Regions from separate parts of the Triticum aestivum genome. Here region 1 is linked to region 2. The links are chromatin contacts, called in public Hi-C maps. All regions are on one chromosome and are shown on one strand. Each heading gives the region's core, a stretch centred on a gene start, on an enhancer-like site or on the middle of the called end of the contact. The rest is flanking DNA. Distances are from core to core; before and after follow the strand shown.

Evidence for each region. A called contact is a pair of places that touch in the nucleus more often than the background predicts.
Region 1: a Hi-C map of leaf shows a contact between it and region 2, with 5 times the contacts expected there. The contact joins the promoter of LOC123090936 here to the enhancer-like site in region 2. A contact is called at or near these places in 3 of 5 Hi-C or Micro-C datasets (all in leaf).

The regions. Positions count from the first base shown.
Region 1 is chr4B:49,795,358-49,802,651 of IWGSC CS RefSeq v2.1, reverse strand. LOC123090936 (inositol-tetrakisphosphate 1-kinase 3) reads right to left here and starts at 5,695. Exons shown (of 11, transcript XR_006442667.1): 1 at 5,330-5,695; 2 at 3,562-3,643; 3 at 3,375-3,407; 4 at 3,092-3,212; 5 at 2,316-2,408; 6 at 832-939; 7 at 570-743; 8 at 404-459; 9 at 239-323.
Region 2 is chr4B:49,405,320-49,412,763 of IWGSC CS RefSeq v2.1, reverse strand. LOC123090934 (transcription factor bHLH18) reads right to left here. Exons shown (of 4, transcript XM_044512289.1): 3 at 7,159-7,444; 4 at 6,198-7,045. The coding sequence ends at 6,971. Among protein-coding and RNA genes, the nearest start is that of LOC123090934, 4.9 kb to the right of the region's middle. Within about 2 kb of position 1,648, at least 2 of the 8 cell types and tissues checked have an H3K27ac peak or open chromatin away from gene starts, as enhancers often do. A contact at or near this core is called in leaf, where this site is marked.

The DNA.
Region 1 (7,294 bases), core at 4,446-6,945, 390 kb before region 2:
TTGGGTCTATAGTACGCAGCCTTTCCCTACATTTCTGTAAGAGGCTGTTTCCAGGACTTGAACCCATGACCTCATGGTCACAAGGCAGCAGCTTTACCACTGCGCCAAGGCTCCCCTTCAAGTAATAATGTTTATTTATTTTAACAAATTCATGTGCTATTCAAAACTCGTAAGCAGAAGACAGCTCAAACTGATATCAGATAAATTAGACACTCTTGAAACAAGTTTGATCACATACCAGGAAAATAGTTCATGTCTATAACATAAAACCGATCCCTTGTCCCATGCTCTCTGATCATATCTATGTTGAACAGTCTAAGACCCTGTCAATCAGGTATACAGATGATATTAATCATATGGCATCAAATGAAGCAGAACTAACAAGTGCAAGAATCTCTGGTACCAGTCGGCGCCGCAGCTCTCTTGCCAATATCTCAAGCAGTGGCCTTGGAGGAAGTTCTGATGCAATATGTAAAAACATCAGTTGACAAATGTACTTTCTGAAATCAATGTAGAAGGGCAACATGCCAACAACTACTCTAAGACAAGAGAACCCAATGGAAGTCTACCAGCAACATGGGGGTCAAGATCTGCATCCTCCGCAGTGGCTGCAGCACAAGAGACCCTCGGAAACCGGAACACTCCGGCGTTTGATAGATCACCCTCATCCACGTTAGGCAGTGAAAACCTACGCACTACCCTAATTGCATCTCCAACAATGTAGACCTTAAATAAGACACCGCCTATAAATGACAGAAACAAAAACATAAGGTTAATACAGAACTGGAAAAATGTTCGTAGGAACGACCAGATAAAATTCAAGTATATTACCATGGTTAACAAATTCCTGAAGAACCAACGGAGGCTCAAGCTTCGTCAAGGAAGCTGCGTCATAAGCAAGAGACAACTCATGAGACTTCGCCACCAGAGGCTTCGCCACTGCACATAGTATAAGTGGTTAACAGGCCATATTGGAAAGACAAATTGCCAGGAGATCTAAAACAGACCCCAGTAATGCCAATAATTAAATACTCCAGTTAGGTATAAACACTAACTCAGCCTAAATTTATGTTAAACTTCATTTCAAACAACAATGTCAAACACTCGCCGTCGTTACTTGGAGTAATTGCATCCTGGAGCAGGCATGGAGTAACTAATTTCGAGTTGCGCCATCTAAACAAGGTATATAACACCACTGAACTCGCTCTAGTTATGTGCTTTGAACCAGGTACAGTCCAGGTTAAGAGAAAAACTAGTGGCGCAAGCAGTCAGGTGACACGTGGAGTTGACATGCAGGAGGAGGTCCATGTCAAGCATTCTCGGGATAAACAGCCTATGAAGTCAGACCCTAAAAAGGGTCAAACTGCTGCTCCTTCTGTCCAGGCCGCACGGTGGAGCCTAGAGATGTAAAGAGCTCTCACTAAATCCTCGATGGGTCAAAAGGAAGGGCCCCGGAGGAAAGTTATGGCTCGAGGAGTGCCCTCGAAAGCTTCTGCATCTGTGCCAGTTTCTGTGGGGTTTTTTTTCTTTTTGTGGATTTGGGTGTGCTTGTAGGGGTGGTATCAAAACTAGAGAAAGCCAACTTATGTTATGTGCATGATGTGAACATACAGGGTGAACTCACGAGTACTGACATGATATCTGGCGAGAAATGCAATTTACTCTTCAGACTGAAAGATGCCTTGCTTATATCTCATTCAGAACAGAAAAAAAGAACAGGGAGCACTCCAATCGATTTACAGAAAATCCTAGAGACACCTTGGAATGATCAAGCCATACAAAAAGCATAGCAATGTCTAATGTTAATAGACCTTCATTTTTATTTTGTCTATTATTAGGTTACATAGAGAAGACCTAACCAGTTAGTTTACCATGGATTGGATTTGCATCCTTCAAGCTATCTGCAACCTACTACCTATCCATCAAATGTACAGACTACAGAAGTGAGAATTTTGTACATGCTAGAGCAAGTGTTCATTTTCCAGCATCTTTCCTCCATTTCTTGCCTGGTTGATCGGTTCATATGATTGTCATGTTAGCTGTAATATTTACTCCCTCCGTTCCGATTTACTCGTCGTCGTTTTAGTTCAACATGACAATCATATGAACCGATCAACCAGGCAAGAAATGGAGGAAAGATGCTGGAAAATGAACACTTGCTCTAGCATGTACAAAATTCTCACAGAAGTCAATAGGACAAAGCATGACTATTCACCTGTGAGAGATGGCAATGGTGACCTGAATCTTGTTTCTATGATACAGAGTGTCTTATGGTAGCTGAAAAGAGGAAGACTGCCCTTATAAGGCAGACTTACCTAGAGGAAGCGATAGCCCAGCCCTCATAACCGCAGCTGGTATTGACAGTGGGTCTGTGTTAACAAAGAGCTGCTTCGGAACACCAACTTTACCTGCAAAAATCAACTGCACATGGTGATCAAATCAGCCTTTGAGAAGGTTCCAAGAACCAACCCGTATTAAGCAATTGTTTTCTTTTAATATCCTTTTCAAATCTCCAATCCAGAACGGGTAGATCTATCGGACATACGCGAACACATACTTCACAAGCAATACATTTATCAAATTCAAAGTGGATTCGCCCTCGGAAACACTCTGGTGTAATTGATTTTTCATAAAGGTAGTGAATCGTTATATGTAAATGATTTGTGATATCCAAGCTACTGACAGTGGAGGGAATTTTCGATGAAAGCAGATAAAAGCTTACTGCCAATTAAAGTGTGTAAAGATAAAAGATGAACAATCAAAAAGGATCACAAGCTTCAACAGTAAAGGGGTCAGCGTGACAAAAAATATGATAGTTCAGGTTACAAGAGAATAAAGGGTTCACGTCTACCAAATGTACAGTAGAGTGGAACACATTGCCTAATACTACATTTAATAGCATATCAAATACGCTTAACATACCCATATCATTACTTGAACTAGTATTTGCAACATGTTAATACGAGATTAATCCAAATATAACGAACTTAATTTTGTTCAACCAGAAAAGGCAAGTGAATTTCTGTATAATCATAGTAAGGATGATGGGTTACTTCCAAACATGAGTTAGAAGAAAATTCATAAAAAATACCATGACAATCCGCAAGGTCCAGTTTAGAAACTTCTTGAAGCATAGATTGGCGGTTCAGCAAATGTTCTATGGCACCTGGTGGGTCAAGAACAGTAACTTCTGGGTGTGTCTCTCTATATTCCTATTAAAATTATGCAAAACCATCAGTGGAAGTTTAAAATGATAAAAAGACAGAAGGTGCATAATATTTAAATAACCATATTGAAAATGTCTTACAAAGATATTGAACATGTCTTGCAAAGAGAAGTTCAACAGTGGTTTTAACATATTGTATGCTACTGACCTCCAACCGTCGTTGCCACTCCTTTCCAGTCAACTGTAGAAAATACAATGTTATCATTTTGTTGCTAATGAATAAGAAAATACTTTTTGCGAAAAAAGGAAATGTCAGAGAACAGTACTAAAAGTTTTAACACTCCCTTGACATAAAATACATGGGTAGGAGTTAAATATAGTCCGCATATAGCTACCTTATGCAGAATAACATCAAAAGGGCCTTGATCTGACAGTGGAAGCTTTTGATCAATTGCAACAAATTGAATGCCTTTCTTCCTGCATTAAATTTTGTAAGGATGAGAAGCAAATAATCTGGAAAATCTAAGAAATAAGTCTGCAGCACCAGTTGCCCAACGTAAGCAATTGGCGGCTAGCCACACTTCAACACATTAACCCAAGTTCTAAAATTACAACTTAAAAGCATTTCCCCTAAAACAATGCAAATATTTAAAGTCTCCAACCTCTTGTACGTTAATAAATGCTCAGACAACGGAAAATGAGCAGTAAATTGTCTTGAAATGAATGCTTACGGGTTATATTATATTGAATATTGAACACTATATAAGATAGACGAACCTAGTTTAATGATAATTATGTTAGAATGAATTTTTTAGTCCACACTGAGCAGTAGTGATGTGCTGATTTGCATGATAGAAGGTACTGCACATGTTAAATCATGTGGATCCTTTAACTATTATCAGAATCTTATCATGCTGGACCTATACTATTTTCATATTCGGCAATCCACATCCTGCTCTTGTCCTAGTGATGTGAGGATGGCACAAGCTGCCAAGTAAAAAACTGAGCATGTAACTGCAATTTGCAAAATGATGACATATTTTAGATCTCTGGTGTATTTAAGACAACTTGGAATCCTGCAGTTGCTTACCATACACACTTGGTCACACCAGTCAATAACACAAACATTTTGTAATAAGGTTACACACAATTACTTGAAGAATGTCAAAACAGAGCATTTCAGTGGCAGCTTCCTGCATTAGTTCAGGGATCTACTTAATTTACGGTTTAGTGAAAAAATTAAGAAAGGGTCACTACTGGAAGCGAATATAATATTACCATAAGACAGGGAGTGCATCGATGTCACTATCCTATCCCAAAGAAAACAGCATCAATACAAAGACGTGCTTGAATAGACTAATTTCAGTCAGTGCGCACAATGATACCACAAAAATGAGACTCGGATTCATTGATTGAATAAACAGGTGTTCTAAAATTATCTGAAATTGCTGGTAATTACTGAAACAGATGCCAAGAAAACCTCCATAATGCATAATAAACCAAAAATAAAAGCCTATAAAGCATACCGTGCAAGGTAAACAAAGCAGATAATACTCTAATGGATATCACGATCGGGAGTATCAATCAAGAAACCCTTTTCACCACCTTTTGGACTATAACTTGACAAAAACGTTTTCCCACTTTTAATCCTATTTGAAGCTAAAGTATTCCCCTTCCTTTTGTGCTCAACAGCTTTGTAATCTCTTAACTCGGACAAACAATTAATGGGTGGGACAATGATATGCACTAGCCATTTCCGTCCCTATGCAGATTAAAGAAGGGGGCCCCGTGTGTCCGGAATCTGCTCCGATCAAGAACAGAGGTCAATGAACGATGTGTTAATTAACGCAATAACATTAAGAAACGATATATGTATCATTCAGTAAGTTCTCCTCTTGCAGACGGAGTGACCAGAAGGATCATGAATTTCCGCTATATCTTCCAAATTGTGCGAAAACCTGGGCAAGATTGTTTTTCCTGTTCCATCCAACCCACACGGACAAACAACAAGGGCCGTCTCACCAAGCGCTTTCCCCCCAATGCAGGACATGTTAATCGTCTCCAAAAAACAATCGGCGCATTTCCAACCAGATTATCTCTCCGCACCTAGATGGACTTGAAACGAACGCGACCGGACAAATCTACAGGCGACGTCGTCGGTACCTGGCGAGCCCCCGGAGCTTGGGCTGGAGGAAGCTCTTGGCCTTCTTGGACGTGAGCGCGTACCCGACCACCAGCTCCCTGGCGCGCGCGGGCGCCGTCGCCGCCACCACCTCCTCGGCCGCTACCGCCGCCGCCGCCGCGGACTCCTCCGGCTCCGCGCCCCCTTCCGTCCCCACGCACCCGCCCGACACCATCGCCCCCGCGCCGGCGCCGAACCAATTGGCCGGCGGGATCGGAATGCGGCGAGCGCACTCGGGAACAAGCGGAGCGGAGGCGGAGACAGGTGTATGTGTGTGCGTGCGCGTGAGGGCGCCGTGTGGAGAGAGAGGGAGAGGGGAGGAGGAAGAGAGAGAGAGGGGGGTGCGGATGGGGGGCGTGTGCGTATTTGTAGGTGGAGGACGGGAGCAACTTCGCCTTTGGGACATGGAAACAAAGTGTCGCCGGATTACGGTTTTGCCCCTGGCGTTTTCTCTTTATTTTCTCTGTCTTTCTCTTCTCAATTTCCTTCTTGTTACTACATATTTTCTCAGTTTCTTTATGCTTAAGGTTTCTCTTTACTTGGCTGCTACTACTAGCCAACAAACATACTACAAGGGAAACGTCTTATCTTTTGTTTTTGTTTTTTTTGCGGGGAAAGAGTTCTTCGAAACGAAATGTGTGGATAAAGCAGTGAAATAAAGCCTTTAGATTGTGTATGTCTTACCGTCCCTCTAGGACCATGGCTCCCGCATCCTGTCACGCACGTAAGGTAACTAGTGATGATTGTGCATTCACTTTAATAGCATGTCAAGGGGCGTTACCTAGTCATTGCCCACTGTGACGACTCTCCTCATTCGTTGCACGAATGTTGCTTATGTTTGCTCATTCTGGAATCCGAGCTATGTTGTGTGTGGTGGTTTGGTTGTCCTGACTTTGCATCGTATGCATACCTGCCGCGGCACCCTCGTTTCTCCATTCAAAAGATGTGGTGCACCCTTCAGTCTCACTCCCCAGTGCAAAAAGGTCCTGGCTCGCGACATATGGGTTGTCGAGGCGATGCTGCTTCGTAACTACTCCGGTCGAGCTCTAGGTGATGCCTCCACATGCACCGGCGATTGGAAGGCTCGACCGAGTACTTCTGCTGGATCTTGGGGGTTTGCGAGGCATACAGTCCCCGTGATCATATGCATCGATGTAGGAAGACTCTTCCACACACCGTCCTTATTCAAATTACTGGATGTGTCCTGGTACGATTGAGGGGATATAAAGCATTAGAGCATGCCATTACGGAGAATATTTCTATAATTAGTGTTGTTTTTCAAGATTAATTGGAAATAATGCAATTAATGGTGTTTCCAAGAGCAATTGTTATTTCCAGTATACTAGTGATGTGATAGATACATCATTGGAGCAGCATGAGACGTTGGACATAGGTGATTGAATGGTTGAGATCATTTGGATTCACCAAACTCATACTTTTACAAGTAGTAGAAGTAGATAGTATATTTGCATTACATTAGGACTTTTTACATGTGAATATAAGTGTCATCATCGGCTTCCTATGGTGAAGGTGGCTGGTCGAAGATGGAAATTACTGGGAAAAAACCCAACCATGGGTTGGATGGTTTAAGAGAGTGGTTATATCCATAGGTTGTCATGCCATGGATTAACATTTAGGTACGACACTTTATGTGTCTCACTAAAAGTGATTTTTTTGTGTGGGGTGATGTGCGAAACGTTTATATTGACTTTGTCAATCTTGAATCTCCGCGACTCTAGTCATCAACAGTCGATGTGTGAATGTGTTCATGTCTGGTACTCGGGTTTCTAGCGAAACTTGCCCCAAACGAAGCACGACCCACGGAAGAAACTAAACACATTTTTTGCAGGAACAAATTGATTTGTGTGCCAGGCACAAGCTATTGTTTCCTCCAATTATTTGGTACGACCGCATAAATCAAGATGGAACATATTAAACTTGTAACA
Region 2 (7,444 bases), core at 399-2,898:
GAGCCGCAATCGTCGTCGTCGAACTCTTGCGTAGATATGAAGCACCTGACATCAAATCTCGGCACATGACAAAAAATTCTAACCTCACCAGCCAAGGAGACACTACCTCACCAAAGGAAAAATGTGCTCATACATTAGTACGCCATGGATGATGCAGGTGATGACCATCACAGGCCATAACCATGCTACGTAGGAGTACTAGAACAGAAAGTTAGTAGAAACCAAACACGCGGCGTCTGAACGGCTCTTCCGCCATCGTTCCTTTGTGCGCTTGAAATGCTTCAACGGAGAGGCATTTGTTGTGTTTGAGAGGCGAGAGAACATGGGACCTGGGCGGTAGATTTGGACCTGGGCTTGGGCTTATAACCTGGGGATCCTATTTGGCGTGTAGGTCGCCCGATAGCGACAACGCGTACCCCTGGATCCATGTGGGCCGGCCCAACTAGCTAACTTGCAGTTTTGTGGAGGTTCTAGAACCTTCCAAAACGGGGTTTTCTTTTCATTTTCTTGATTTTTACCTTCTGTTTTTCACTGTTTCTTTTTGTTTTTTATTGTTTTCCTGTTTTTAGTTTCCAAATTCATGAACATTTTCTGAAATCTGGAAACTTTTTTTCAAATCGGTGAACTTTTTTTGATTCGAATTCAAATCGGGTGCGAACAGTTTTTGGAATTTAAAATTTATTCAACGAATACAAAACTATTCTTCATATTGCAGAAATGTTTATAGAATTCAAAAAATGTTCTTGAATTCAAATTTGTTCCTCCAATTAAAAAATGTTCATTGAATTTAATTTTTGTTCGTGACATTCAGTTGTTTGTTCAACAAAATTCAAAAAATATTCATGAAAATTTCAATTTTCTGTTCATCAAAATTCAAAATGTTTTTGAATTTGTGAACATTATTTTGCATTAGTGACACTTTGTGAAATTCTAAACATTTTTAAAATCCCAAATTTTTTAAAAGAAGCAAAAATACAAAAACACGAAACAAAAAAAACGAATAAAACACAAGGGAGTCCCGACCCGCCTTGGGCAGGCCCAATTTCGAGCGTGTGTGCGTTGGGGGTGGGGGGAGGGGTGGGGGGGGGCAGGGGCTGCGCGCTGCACCTTTACTCAGGTGTGGTTGTCGTCGCTCCCATACCGGAGTCGGCTTGACCTTGTCGATGATAGCTGGAGAGTCTTCGTGTGCGTGCCCTAAGGGCTAGCGCCCTGAAGCTGCAATCGTCGTTGTTGAACTCTTGCATAGATATGAAGCACCTGACATCAAATCTCGGCACATGACAAAAAATTCTAACCTCACCAGCCAAGGAGACACTACCTTACCAAAGGGAAAAAGTGCTAATACAGTAGTACGCCATGGATGATGCAGGTGATGATCATCACAGGCCATAACCATGCTACGTAGTACTAGATCAGAAAGTTAGTAGAAACCAAACACGCGGCGTCTGAACGGTTCTTCCGCCGTTGTTCCATTGTTTAGCTCCCAACAACGTTGTAATTGCCGGCCGTGTGTACACCGCCGATCCAGCGACGAACGTTCGATCCCAACGTCCGTTCACGCGTGGGAGCAGGAGCAACACCCTCCTCCTCTCCTCCCCCTTTGACCCGCGGAGGAGCACTACACGTCGCCTACCGGCCCCGTTGCCGTAGGCCTGGCCATTACCAACTCCAGTGGGGGACAAGGTCGCGATCCATGATGGTGCTGGAGAGCGACGCTTCCAGCCAGCGATCTAATTAAAAGTTAAAACGCAGCGCAAAGCTTTCAGCCAGATCTTGCCCAGCCCATCGGCACGATAAAGAAAGGGATCCTGCCTCGCCACGATCAATCATGCACCCGAAAGCATTTCATTTCATCAATCGCATAACAAGAAGACAAACTGCTCTCGCAGGAGCGCGGAGCCAGACAGAAATAGTGGTTGTGCCCGCGGGCTTAAGAGCAACTCTAGCAGACGCCGCATCCTGCCGGCCCGCAAAATTCGTTTGTAATTCGTGCAAAAACCACTTTTGCAGGCCGGCGCGGGCTGGCACAGATGCAGACCCCCAAACGGATCTGTAAAAAAGTATATTCGTGGAATATGTTTTTTACGGGTTGGCTTCTGCGGGTTCTGCTCGGGCACCATTGCGAAGACCCGCAAACATAAAAACTGCAAATCACATAAACAGTTTGCGCGCAAATAAAAGCGAAGTTCATAACGTAAAAGAGGGCATGCAAAAGGTTTGCGCACATGTCCGGCATCATCTTGGGGGTCGATCTTCACTCTGCGCCATGGAATCCACCTCCACCGAATTGAAGTTCATCGGCGCCACCGAATCCACCTCCCTGGCTTGTTCCAACTCCCGCACCGAAATCATCCACATTGCCACCATACGGAGGAGAGAAAACATCACCGGAACTTGAACACGGACCGGCTGAAGCTACCATTCTTCTCTTCAAGATCTCTCTTCTTGCCATATCATGCCATGTTTTGGTAAGGGCGTCCATGTCATTACGGTTCATTGACATGATCTTGTTCTCTTCGACGAGCAACAATGACATCGATTTGTTCTCGGAGGCATGTGCTTTTCTCTCCTCAATGGCAGCTTTGCGGAGCCCCTCTTCCTTGAGCATTTGCCACTTTTCTTGCTTCTCTTTTGCCTTCTTCTCGGCCAACTCTTTCTTGATCTCCAACGACTTCAACAACATCAACTCGTTTGGTTGCACCATGGCATCAATCTTCTCCCTCAAGTTCGATGCTTCTTGCTCTCTCTTGATCTTCTCTCTCGTCTTCTTGTCGTCATCGGGCTTGTGCTCATTTCTTGGGCCATCATCATCTTCGTCTTCATCCATGTTCACAAGTGAGCCTCTCTTTGGTGGGGATTCTCTATCGATCAACTTCCACTTATCGCACTTTTGAAGCAACTCCCAACAATGCTAAAACTTGAAGAATCTGCCTTCCGAAGCTTCCATGGCCTTGTATCTATGTTGAGCAATCTTGTCCTACAAAATGTGAACAAAGTGATGCAATTATTTCCCATGATACATTATGATGATGCACAACTTGAACAAAGGAAAAACAAACTCACATAATCTGATTCCACGATGCCACCTGGAGGTGCATTGCGTACTTGCTCCAAGCAAGCTGCCCAACGGCTGCACATAGGCTTGATATCCTCCCAACGCGCTTGAAGCGACCGAAATGTGCGTGGAGTCCTATTGGGATACTTTCTCATAATGCGGAAGTATTGATCTTCGATCCTTTGCCAATATCTCTTGGCGGTTTGAGAAACACCCGTGCATGGATCAAGAGACACCGCACTCCATGCTTGGAGCAAAGCTTGATCTTCCAAGATCGTGTAGTTCTTCGATCTTTGGCTCTTCCCACTTTTTGATTGCGATTCCTCAAACGCTTCCGCTTCGATCTCCTTCAATTCGTCCGCACAACCATGATCATCCACGCCGCCGTCCGTTTCATTGTAGTCGACTAGTTCGAAAGGGGCTTGATCAATGTCAACCGCGTTCGTGTCCAACAAGCTCACGAACTCGGTTGTTGCATTGTTTGAAGCACCGCTATAGCGAACGATAACAAGTCACGAGCTATCGACACTAATGGCGAAAATGAAAGGGAACCGCTAGACCGAAGAGGCATACCTTGCAGCCATTTCGTCGAACACCTCGCTCGCGGGGGGAGCGGCACCGTTGAACGGCATCGCCGGAGCACCTCCTTGCGGGGGGATGGACTAAGAGGTTGAAGAAGGTGGCTTCCTTTTAGCCGGAACCTTCCTCCGCTTTACGCCCGCGGTCTTGTCGGTATTCTCCGCCGCCGGCCGGGATCGCACTGCAGCATTGGCGCCCAGAGCGCGGGCCGTCGCGGCGGGGGCAGACGGATTCCCGCCCTGCACGACCACGTTGCCCAGCCGCTTGCGGGCCGGCGCGGCGTGTGCTTGGGCGACGGCGGCGGGGGCAACATGGCCGGGGACAAGATCCGCCCGAGGGGAAGGAGCATGCGCGACCTCGATGGTGACGGGGGACAACAGGGGGCGTCCATGGCGACGAAGAACGGACGCGGAGGAGGAACCGGAGCTTGCGCGGGGGGGAAGGGGGGCAATGGTGGCGGAGGGTGCGGGGAGCGGGAAAGGGCGCGCGGAAATGTCCCTCCCGCCAAATCTCGCGCCGGATAGGGGTTCAGCTCGGATCGCCTCCGAGCCCGTAAAGATAGAGATTGGGGGAGAAGATTTGCCGCGCCCCGCAAAAAAAATACGGGCCGGGGCGAGGTGCGGGATCTGCTCGGGCTGGTTTTTCGTCCCCGACCCGCAATTTGACGGTTATTTTGCGGGCCGGGGCGGGATGCGGGGTCTGCTAGAGTTGCTCTAACAAACAGTAGCGAGAAGATTTCCATCAGATGCTTCCGCCAGCAAATACGCACGCCCTACCCTGTTGGCTGTTGTCAACAGAGCAAGGTAGGTTTTGGCTGACTAATGAGAAGATTGGGACCGTAGTTGTCAAGCCACACACACTCAGCCGTGCTGTGAGTACGACGCAGCTAAATATACTACCCTTCCAAGTGAGCGAGTTCACATGGAAAGGAGTCCCATGGCGTCATGCTCAAGGTTGCCAGTTTTTAATCTCCCAGCCAAACTGCTGAGGAGGTGGGTGCAGTTTTTTACATGCAAATTCAGATTCTTTGGGAGCATATCTAATTTACAACTCTTCACCAAGATTTTTTATCTACTCTACTCTCTCAGGGAATTTACAATAGAGGCACTCAAATAGATGGACATCCTTGTTACTAGTTGTTACGTTCTACTCCTACTACATAGCATAACTGCCTGATTAGGCACCCTTGCTTAAAGAAGCACGTACTTAGGCAAGATATGAGGGCATCTCCAACGCCGATCCCCAAACCGCCCGCATCCATCCGAATGGTGGAAGCCATCCTCGTCGAGCGGGTCCGGACGTGTTTTCTCCCACAAATTTGAGACAAGTGGAGGGAGTTTTGCGGGAGTCCGGACGGCAGACACGTAGGACTCCGACACCCCCGACCAACCCAATCCTGCCTCCCGGTCCTATTTCCTTTCATTCCACCCCTTCTCCCCCTTACTTTGCATCCGCACCCTCCACCTCAGCCGCCGCCGTTGTATGTCTCCGGCCGCCACAAAGGCATTGTCGAACGTCCGCAAACAGCACCGACACGGTTGTTCACTCCGGAGCCGTTTGTACCTAGGTACACTCCGCCCCCCTGTCGACGACCTCCATGGCCGACACCACGCCCGGAAGGTGTTCGGTCAAATGCCATTTGTGACGTGGTTTGTCAGTTGGAGGCAATCTGGTCATTGCACGTGGCAGAGGACGAGATCATAACTTTTGCTTCCTCTTGCTCAACTTGTTGATTGATTCATTCACTCACTGTTGGTCTACACATTATGTAGCACGCACGCGTTGTCGTGTTGTACCACACGACAGAGGGGCGGCCATTTACGTGGACACACTGTTGGATGAAGCTAAAGAGGGAGGGGGGGGGGGTATATGTGTGGGAGGGCATGCTCCATTGATGAAAAACTTGTTGGACATCCCGTTAATCTAGTGAATTTGATACATTGTTGTACTAGACTTAATTTGCATGCTATGTATGAATGATTTGTGCTATTTTTCATCTGAACTTTGATGAATATCGCCGGTTTGCACGAATTTCGTCCGGTTAGTTCAAATATGGGTTGAAATGTATGCGGCTACGGTTTGATGGCGACCTCCCGCATCCGTGTCCGCGGACTGGTTCTTCCTGTCCGCGGACAGATGCGAGAGAAAATTTCCGGGTCACCTTGGAGATGCCCTAAGCACCTCGCTCTTGAGGGAGGAACCGTAAGAGTCTGAATATGATCAGTTCGGTATGAGTAGACGAGTTCTACCCTTATAACTTGCATAGATACACACGTTCTTTATATCCATAGTGTGAAACAGCATCATACTATTAATTTTAGAGTAAAGGCCTCGATATCGTTTAACGATTCTTTTGTATGAACAAAAGAGTGCCGCCCACATAATCTTGTATTGATTTGTGGACAGGTAATACATAGTATGATAGTTCTATATATCCAGGACAACATACAAGATCGTTTAACGATTCTGGTCCATAAACAAATTAGGAAGATATGTTTCAATATTACTAAGAAAAGACATATATATCTTAGCTGAAAAGACATGTAACCAAGAGAGAGATCCATCAAGTTAACAACCGAGCATATTTATTTATTCTTTATACTTGTATGCAAGCAAACAAGAGAGTACAGATCGAGCTACAATCTTGATCCTGTTACAACAAAAACCATAAAGAAACTAAAAGCAAAGGGTTCATCCAAGCTGCTGGGCCAACCAACCAGCTTGCACTGGCCCTGAAAAACAGGCACACCCTACTACTGCACTTCTGAATCAAAGGCTTGCAAAAGTCCCCCCTCGGTGCTGAAAAAAAAAGATGCCATTTTTGTCCACAGATATTTGAAGCCTTCTGGGAACAGTATGGTAGGATTTGAGAGGCCGGCAAAGGTAGGTGTTTGGGTTTGAAAAAACTCGGTCCGGCCTCTCGTCGAAAAAAAACAGGGTGAAAAGGGCAATATTGGTGTAGGGGAGAAATGAAAAATGGGTTTTTGTAAAATTCAAACTCCCCTTGGTAACTAGCCCTAGAAAAAGACTTGTCTCATTTTTTCTCACTCTACTCTCTCCCAGGAACATGGAGTGGTTTTGATCAAACCATGCAAAAAAAAGGGAGAGGGTAGAAGTAATTAACTAGTGGTTTTGCTGCACCCATGGGGCAAAAAAGGTGGGAAATGGCTATCTTTGAGGGGCACCGTGTGGGGGACTGCAAGCGAGCTATCATCATCAGCACCAGCGGGGAAGAACCTAAAACTCATTAGCCCCAAATCCTCGGGGCTAATGATGAAAAAAAGGAGGGAAACAGAAGCCAAAGATCTAAATTAGACTTGTTGAGGAGCAAGTCCTTCATGGCGACGACTTGAACGCTTGATGTAGCTTCCTGACGATGTCCTTGACAGACAACGAGAAGTCTTCGCCGGCCTGCATCAGATTAACATATCAGTCAGACTAAGTAATTAATTAAGTGGTTTTTATTACATGTACTGGTAGTAAATTATGGGGCAATTAAGAAGTGGAGATGATTGGGGGCTGACCGTGGCCATGATGGTGATGTCGATGGAGGAGGTGGTGAAGGGGAGCACATTGGTGTTCATGATGGCGAGGTCGATGCTCTCGAGCTCGGAGAGCGCGGCGACGAGGACGCCCCTGCGGTTCTCGCAGTGGATCTTGACGAGCACCGTGCGGTCCGACATCCGGGCCTCGATCTCCGGCAGCCCGGCGTCGGCGCCCTCGAAGTTCTCGTCGCAGGACGACCCGTCGTCCTCGTCGGCGGCGAGCTGCGACTTCTTGACCAGCACCGCCGACTCCACCGGCCGCCGC